Regions from separate parts of the Sus scrofa genome. Here regions 1 and 3 are each linked to region 2. Evidence: chromatin contacts called from public Hi-C and HiChIP or PLAC-seq data. All regions are on one chromosome and are shown on one strand. Each heading gives the region's core, a stretch centred on a gene start, on an enhancer-like site or on the middle of the called end of the contact. The rest is flanking DNA. Distances are from core to core; before and after follow the strand shown. Region 1 overlaps MDFIC (myoD family inhibitor domain-containing protein). Region 2 holds the start of MDFIC (myoD family inhibitor domain-containing protein). Region 3 overlaps MDFIC (myoD family inhibitor domain-containing protein).

The links. Hi-C and Micro-C count contacts between places; a contact is called where the count stands out from the background. HiChIP or PLAC-seq counts read pairs in DNA pulled down with a chosen protein or histone mark.
Region 1: a Hi-C map of subcutaneous adipose tissue shows a contact between it and region 2, with 1.5 times the contacts expected there. The contact joins the enhancer-like site here to the promoter of MDFIC in region 2. A contact is called at or near these places in 8 of 47 Hi-C or Micro-C datasets (embryonic fibroblasts, fibroblasts, heart right ventricle and 3 more) and 2 of 2 datasets of contacts at active chromatin or transcription factors (alveolar macrophages and skeletal muscle).
Region 3: an H3K27ac HiChIP or PLAC-seq map of skeletal muscle shows a contact between it and region 2. The contact joins the enhancer-like site here to the promoter of MDFIC in region 2. A contact is called at or near these places in 6 of 47 Hi-C or Micro-C datasets (embryonic fibroblasts, fibroblasts, liver and 2 more) and 2 of 2 datasets of contacts at active chromatin or transcription factors (alveolar macrophages and skeletal muscle).

Annotation. Positions count from the first base shown.
Region 1 is chr18:31,057,897-31,060,596 of Sscrofa11.1, reverse strand. The region is part of intron 3 of MDFIC (myoD family inhibitor domain-containing protein); the gene reads left to right. LOC106506806 (a long non-coding RNA gene) reads right to left here. Exons shown (of 5, transcript XR_001302370.2): 5 at 1-2,100. Among named protein-coding and RNA genes, the nearest start is that of MDFIC, 66 kb to the left of the region's middle. Within about 2 kb of position 1,371, at least 14 of the 83 cell types and tissues checked have an H3K27ac peak or open chromatin away from gene starts, as enhancers often do. A contact at or near this core is called in alveolar macrophages, retroperitoneal adipose tissue and subcutaneous adipose tissue, where this site is marked.
Region 2 is chr18:31,124,267-31,126,966 of Sscrofa11.1, reverse strand. It overlaps MDFIC (myoD family inhibitor domain-containing protein), which reads left to right and starts at 1,303. Exons shown (of 4, transcript XM_021079120.1): 1 at 1,303-1,816; 2 at 2,150-2,281. The coding sequence starts at 2,197.
Region 3 is chr18:31,037,191-31,039,890 of Sscrofa11.1, reverse strand. All of the region lies in intron 3 of MDFIC (myoD family inhibitor domain-containing protein), which reads left to right. All of the region lies in intron 3 of LOC106506806 (a long non-coding RNA gene), which reads right to left. Among named protein-coding and RNA genes, the nearest start is that of MDFIC, 87 kb to the left of the region's middle. Within about 2 kb of position 1,445, at least 32 of the 83 cell types and tissues checked have an H3K27ac peak or open chromatin away from gene starts, as enhancers often do. A contact at or near this core is called in alveolar macrophages, liver and skeletal muscle, where this site is marked.

The DNA.
Region 1 (2,700 bases), core at 122-2,621, 66 kb after region 2:
CAAGAGCATTTGTTTACATGGAAGGATGTCTCATCTTTAATCCTAGGGGCAGTGTAGCCTAGTGATTACAGCACAGACTCTAGGACCAGTCTTCTTGGGTTCAAATATTGGCTTTACCAGTGACCCATGATCTGTTCTTGGGTCAGTTACTTAACCTCTTTTTGACCTCAATGTCTTATCTATAAAGTAGCAATATAATTAGTCACCTATATCAGAGGATTGTTGTGAAGAGTTGAGTTGATGTTGCATTCAGCTGAGTCAGAACAGAGCCTGGCTAGGATGAAGTATTGGCTAAGTGTTAGCTGCTGTTATCATCATCATGAAGGAGCACTCAAGGAAGGAAGGGTCAGGAATGTCAGCTTTTTGGAGAAGGCAATGCCTGGATAGAGACCATAAGGATAAGACCAGGTAAGGGAGTTGAAGGAGGCATTCAAGGCTAAAGAGGGCTTATGAAATAGTGTGTTTTGTTCAGAGAACCATATAAATAGCTTTGTTATTTTGGAGACGTCAGATCAGGAGAGATAAGCCCGGAAAAGACCAGTCCATAGGCAGCCTGGAATGCCCCGTTCTGAAAGTGTATAGCCAGATACTTAAGACTTCTCTGAAGGACATCAGTCTGTATCCAGTTTATATTTCTTTGAAACATTATATTTTCTCTAAGGCAGAAATTCTATAGCTGCAATTATGTAAGCCACCAAAAATTAAGGGAAACATTGTATTCAGTTCCTTTTCTGATGTTAAGTTGTATAGGTTTTTAATGCACTGAATATAACCTGTGTTGTGATGTAAATGCTAAGATTTTGTTGATGACATTAGATTAGTGGTTGCATTAAAATATATAAATTTATATAAATGTATATCCTGCTATATGTTAAGAACCTGCATTCTTGATAGACTGTAACTGGTACTTTAGTAATGAACTATTTACTATAGGTAAAATGATGAATTGGTTTGAAACTCGTCAAGCCAGGGATGCTAACAGGTTTTTTAGGAAGGCTTTGAACTTAAATGGATGGACTTAAGCCCATCCTCCCTCTAGCCTCCCATTTTATTGGTTCCCTCTGCTTCCCGTTCTTTAAACTAGTCTCTTGGCTGCTTACCTTTAAGACCCTTCTCTGTCTCCTTTCCAGACTCTTCTTCCTCCCTTTTTCAATGTATTTCCACCTTGCATTCATAGCGTAGCAGTTTTTCACAACCCCCCATAAGGACAGGCATCATGTCATCGTAGGAGGAGTACAGCCTTGACTGTACTAGGAGGCAGTCTGGTGGGGCACACAGCCCTTAAAGGCGATGGAGCAGGACAGCTTGAAAAGCCCACTAGGTGACTCAGCTAGGTCACGCCCCCTCCTTCCTTGAGACTTGCTGGTAAAATGGTAAAAATATCTTTCCTTGACCTCACCACTTCCCCTTCTCTCCTCAACAGTGCAAACTGGGACTTAACTCCTTATACTTAAAACTGTGCCTTCACTGCTATGCATAAAGGTCCCTATACACATGGTTAATGACACAGCCAAATGCCTTTCCTGCTTCTCTCCTCTCATTCCAGAATGTTCTTCTCACTCGCTTTTGCCTTCTTGGCTTTGACATATATATTTTTTTTTCCAGAGCCCAACTCAAGCATCATTTCCTCATACCCTGATGGGCTAATAGCTCTTCTTTTGGTTCCTCCCAGTGTCCTCTCAATACAAAATGACTCTAGAGTTTTGTTTGCTTAACTGTCTTCCTGCAATAATCTGTAATATCCATTGAAGGCAGAGATTTTTGTTTTATTTATCTTTTAACTTTGAGCACATAGCCTAGTGCCTGGCTCATCATAAGTGTTTACTAAACATTGAAACAAGCAGGAACATAAATTGGAAACCATAGGTACTTATTCTTTAACATTCCGCAATATTATGGTGGAAACCTCAGGAATCACTGAAGGTAGTATAAGAGAGATAGTGTGGGGAGATTAAAGGGAGTGCAGTTATTTAAGTTAAAAGAAAGGCAAAAAGAAACTCAGCTGAGGCAGACTTCAAACTCAGAACTTCTGCCTTCCAAGTCCATCAAGATTTCTCCTTACTCCGTGTGGTTTTTCAGTCAACTACACATTCCCAGAGTCTAAAACCAGAAAAAAAAATTAGAAAGTTAAAGTTGGAATTGAATAATTCATTCTTAGTTTTAGTAGTATTGTAAAATCTTATTCATTTTTCCCCCCATAAAAACCTCTCTTAGAGAAGTACTAGTATTTTAGTGGAAGGATAATAATAGCACTTTATGATATGACTGTAGTATTATAATCCGAACTTCCAGAAACAAATTTTCTGTGACTTTGGCAAGATATAGTGCTGCATTCCTCAAAATACTTAATTTGCTTGGATGATGTTTTGTTTTGTTTTGTTCTGTTTTCTCAGGCAGAGTGCCTTCCATTCCATGTCAGAATAATTGTGTGGGAGAAAGGTTTAGAATTCTGTTTTCCAATGCAATATTTGCCAGTCCATTGGAAAATAGGATTTTAATAAATTTCATTGCTCAGCCAACAAGCTAAATGGAATAATCGTAATACAAAGAGAAGGGTGTGTGTATGTGTGTTTGGAGAGCAGGCATTATCAAAGTTGACTATGTCAAAGTATAAATCATTGCTTTTTATTTACTTGAAATACTGAACTAGCTGTTTGTAAAAATAAATTAAAACAATTATCTATCCAGAGTATTTATAGT
Region 2 (2,700 bases), core at 54-2,553:
TGACTTACTTAGAAGTGCTGTAGTTTCTTAAATATTCATGGAATTTAACATCTTAGTGTAGGTATATTAAAAAAATTAGGCAAGGAAATATATGAAAGGAATAAAATAGAATTTTCCAGAGCTGCTAAGTTCTATCCCATCCCTTCGATTACAGATTATCCTCCTGCAGTACACATGGATACTTCCTACATGTTTATTCTCTGATGGTAATGCAGAATTGACCTGCTTTCATCAAGGAGATTTCAAAAGTCCAGGCCCCTAGACAAATCTTCAGAGAGTTAAGACACTTTTACACACTTCATTCCTGAAATGTCTAAATTGAGGGGGAAAAAAAAGCACTTGTTAGTCATAGGTCAATGGGCAAAATGTCATTCTGTTTTTGGGGTGGAGTATGGTCTGAATAACTATCATTGGAAACTTCAAAACCTGTTTTTTTTTTTTTTTTAAGGTTTAATTGAGAATAAGTTTGGTTGCACTTGACTCTTTGAGAAGGCCTAATTCCTACCTTTAATCAGTTGGAATCAATTCCAGTTATTTAAGAAATAAAATTTCTGAGATATTATTCATACACCTAGAAGGAAAATGTATCCTATGCACATTTTCTTCAACTTTGATAACATGACTCTGATGACTCTCTTGTCCAAGAGATTCAGGGAATGAGTCTGAGTTTTCTACAAATGAATTTTGAGTTTCACTCACAATGAAATAGGGAGCAAAATTATCTGAAGGTATTATTAAAAAACGTTCTATCTGCAAATTGTATTTGTTATTCTGGCTCATCAGATTAAACTGCAATCAGAAAAAGTCTCCTTTATAAATGGAGACTTGGTCAGCTGTTCACTTCCTACAAGTTTATCTCCCCGCAGAAGGTATCAGTGGAGAAGGCATTAGGCTTGCCTTAGATTGGGCCTGAGGACTTGGGCCAGCACATCCTCAAGGGTGTCAACCTTGCCTGCCCAGATGCCTCTAGCCTCCACATGCAACTGCAGCAGGTTTTACCTGATCCAGGATCCTGTTTGACCAAGACAAACAGAGAACTGAAAAACAAAATAAAGGTTACTTTAGATGAAGAGATGAAGAGCCAGGGGTCAAGGTTTCAAAACCATCCTTTCTGTATTCCATTCTCAAAGTGCGATACTTTTTTCGTTTTGCATTGTCCACCCATAAGGTTTTTTTTTCTTTCCTTAGAGCATTCCCAAAATGTCAGTGGGTCTGGGGCAGGATTGGGCAAGGGAATTGGGAGAAAGGGGATGGGGTGACTCTGGGGGAGGGGCACTCTTGGGCAGCCTGGGAATAGCCAACAACCTCCTTTTTCCCAGCCGGGGGAGGTACTCCTCTGCCTGGAGCCCAGCGCCAGCCCCGTAGGTCTTCGGCTTCCTGACCGAGACAGAGACGCACGCTAGGGAGCTGGTGGCCCAGCCGGGTCGCGCCGCCCCCAGCCTCGGGGCCGAGAGCCAAGAGTTCGAGGCCTCCCTATCCGGATATGATGAAAAGGAGCAACAGAGGGAGAAGTGTTTCTGGCCTGTAGGAGTGGTGGAAGAGGGGAAAGAGAGGCAGAGGGGGGAAAAGTCCCCCTCGGAGGGGAACCGGCCTGGCTGAGCTGGCTGGAAAGAAGGGGCGGAGAGCACCAGTCACAGGAGCGGCCGCGCTGCGGTTGCCGCTGCTGCGGTGTCTGCTGAGCCGGAGGGAGGCGGGGGCCACTCAGGGGCAGCCGCCGCCGTCAGTCTGCCGAAACCTGTGGCCCCTGCCTGAGCCTCGCTAAAGGCGGAAGAGGAGGAAGAGGAAGGGGCTTTGAGCGAGTTGGGGGGATGCCGAGGTAGGTGGCGGTCGTCTGGGTGGTTGGAGGAGGGGTTTGCTCCCCTCCCCCTGGCTTCTCCCAAATCCGATCTCTCTTTCAGCCCCTCTCCCTTGGGTGCCTCCCTCTGACCCCCAGGTCTCGCTGATCAAAGTGGTGGGTAACAGTTTTCCTCCCGGGTTTCAAATCAAAACTTCCCCGGGGTGGGGTTTGGGGGAGGGAAGCAGAGGGGGAGGGAATGTCCCGCTGGGGTGGTGTGCTCTTCTCTCCAAACACTCTTTTTCTTATCCTGGCCAGAAGCAGTTGGTTCCCTCCACTCAACATCTCCCAGCCCTTCGTGCTTCTGCCCCACAGGGCGGCGAGCTAGGCGGAGGCGCGGCGAGGGCTCGGTGGAGCGGCCCATGTCCGGCGCGGGCGAAGCCCTCACTCCCGGGCCCCAGCGCGGGGCCGAGGAGGGCGGCGGCTGGCTGGGTGCCCCAGCCCAGGGTGAGTGCCGCTTGCAAGTTGCAAGTATTGTTGCATTTTAAAACTTGTTCACACGGTTACTGATTGTGGTCTCTGTGTAGGCAACTGGTGCGAGGACTGATCCGATCGTTTGGTTGTGAACTTTTGCATAGTTAGCATTACTTCCAGCGAGTTCTCTGGGATTGCAGCCCTAGATCAACAACCGGATAGGAGGGCGGGGATCCTCTGGTCCCTCCACTCCCCCTTCCTTTGGCTGCCGAGAAACTAGATGACAGGATCCCTTCTTTCTTAAGCATATGCATTTCAGGGCCTAAGACTCAACTGTGTGGGCTCTGAAGCACTTTCCCACTTCTCTTCAGTTCTCTGTCTTTATCAGGTCCAGAATTGCCGCTGCTTTCTGAGCAAACGTGCACTGCGTGTTGGTCTCTTTCTTGTGGGCT
Region 3 (2,700 bases), core at 196-2,695, 87 kb after region 2:
ATGACCAACTTTAGCAGAGACTATTAGACAGTGATTCTTTCTAGGAAAATACTTTTAAGCTCTAAAGTAGATTTTGTTATCCAAAAGTTATATGCAACCTTGCTATTAATTAATTTTTTTGGATTAGAGATATTGCAACTGGCCAACTTAATAAAGTCAGCATTGAATAGATTCAAGTGTGGTTTCACTCTGTTTTTGCTTTCTAGCTTCCTGAGAGAATAAATGGATGATAGTTTAAATATGGAAAAAGATTATTATTTTTAAAGCTTCTGCTGTAGCCAAACACAAGACTGACTAAATCTTTCCGGGCAGATTTCTGCTCCACTCTTCTGCAGATTCTGTCTCTTAGAATTGCCTTCTTGGTTCTCTCTTTTTAAGTGTTTGAACTATGTACAGAGCCTTTTATAAACCTCCTTAGGTTAAAATAGAATGGCTCTATTTTGGTGTGGTAATCAGAGTGAATGAAACATCAAAAGGTAAAACATTATAGCCTCTCTATTATAAATCTTTTTCCATCATCTTTGTTGCTATCACAGTAATAATATTTAGTAAGTACTTACATGATAAATTCTCTATTGAATACTTCATATACATTGACTCTTTTAATCCTTACTATAACCCTATGAGGACAGAACTGTTATTATTAGCTACCAAATGTGTGATCTTAAAATGTCGTGGAGTTTCAGTAATCCAACATTAATAATACTTTCATCATTGATAATTTTTTAGCATCTCTTTCCCTACCTCTCTGTCTGCATACTAACTTTGCATTTATTGTGTATTAAATAAAATACCTCTACCATCTGAGTGTTTATTTCTGGGCAAATACCTGTGTAAAGCTCCTGGGAAATAAAAAGTGACCTGATATATATGTTATCTTCCTAGACTTTATTTATTTATAAAATGAGACTCGTTAAAAACGGCTGCTTGAATCAGTGCTACAGTGAAGTCATGACCAACAGTAATTGGATAAATCTTGAGAGTTTGCAGTAATGAGTCAACTTCAGGCAGCAAGATAAACAAATAAGAATCAAAGAATCTGTGCTATCCATTTAGTGTAATTTAAAATCCAAATGCACTTCCCATAGGAGGAGGACAGATTCCAGGATTTGGATACATGCTAGGAAAATTACTGAGGAGTCCCTTAGTGGGGTGTGGGAGAATGGAGCTGGTTTTTTTCTATGATTCTTTTGCATTTATTGAAAGATAATAGTAGATGTTATTGTTCAGTTTCCCTAAAGTGTGGTCGTCTTTGTGCTGCAGTGGAAAATGTAGCTGTTCTCTTGCTTTTACCTCCTGACCTATCTCACTTTCTTCCCTACTAGGAAAATGTTGACTGTGTTTTGGCGAAGCTGCATGGCCTCGCGGGGACAGCAGTGTGCCAGAGGGCTCTGTGTGGGAGGCGTACTTCAGGCCAATTTATGCAAGCAGCAGGTCATTCTAGGGCCGTAGGCCAGAATGCTGTGCGTCCTCTGGCTTGGAGACGTGCAGCTACTTGGAGCTGAGCTACCGTGCCGTCTTTGTAAATATTTCCTGCCCCATGATCACTTGAGGAGCAGAACTCCCTTGAGATGTCTGTGTCTTGTCCCTCACAGCTGGCTTTTCACAGAGGCCAGATACTGACCTAGCCATCCTGGCTAAGATTCAGGATGACCAAAACCAACTTTTAGCCTGTTTATTTTATATTGAGAAGCAGTTGCAGCAAAGCACTATCTGGGGAAGAGAATGCCTCTTTCTCTGCACGGTGAGCCCGCCCTGTGCCCCTGCAGGGCGGATGTGAGCCTTTGCAGCTGAAGACATGGGAGCACCTGTGGGTTCGCAGTGGCTTTGATGGTAAAGCTAGAGTCAGTTTTGATCTCAATGCAATTTCCTAAATTGCTAATTACACATAAGTGACTGCTCATGCTCTAATCTACGACTGCTCTTTTTCATACTGTTGGCCTGTTAAAAATGATAATGAACCCGATTCTTAGTATATAGTTTACATGATGGGGGACTGATTAAGATAGTATTTTCAAGCATTTTAAGTCACAGAAAATGTTATTAGAGATTAGTCAAGACAAGACACATACAAATCTGCCTTTGCTCAAAAATGGGTTGTGGGTTATTCTCAGAATTCTCTGTTCTTTACCCTTCCCTGTACTCCACTGTTTGGTGTCTTTGTTCCAAGAAATTCAAAGCACCTGTCATACCACATCTTAAGGAAACTAAAAGACAAAAAAAGAACACCTTATTTAGAATACAGCTGAATTTACTGTGCAAACAATTTTCTTAGGGTTCCCTTCACTGTAACAAACTACTTTCCTCATAATTGCATAGTATTTTGGGTCACATATGATTTGGTAAATAAATTTGGGATAATTTTATTATTAAACTAATGTATTCTTATAAAGATGAATCTTAAATCTCATTTTTATTTTTTTGTCTTTTTAGGGCCACATTCAAGGCATATGGAGGTTCCCAGGCTAGGGGTCAAATTGTAGCTGCACCTGCTGGCCTACACCAAAGCCACAGCAACACAGGATCGGAGCCACGTCTGTGATATACACCATAGCTCACGGCAACACCAGATCCTTAACCCACTGAGCAAGGCCAGGGATCGAACCCACACTCTCATGGACACTAGTCGGGTTCATTAACCACTGAGCCACAACAGGAGCTCCTTCAATCTCATTTTAAACAGAACAAAGGCTCTCAGAT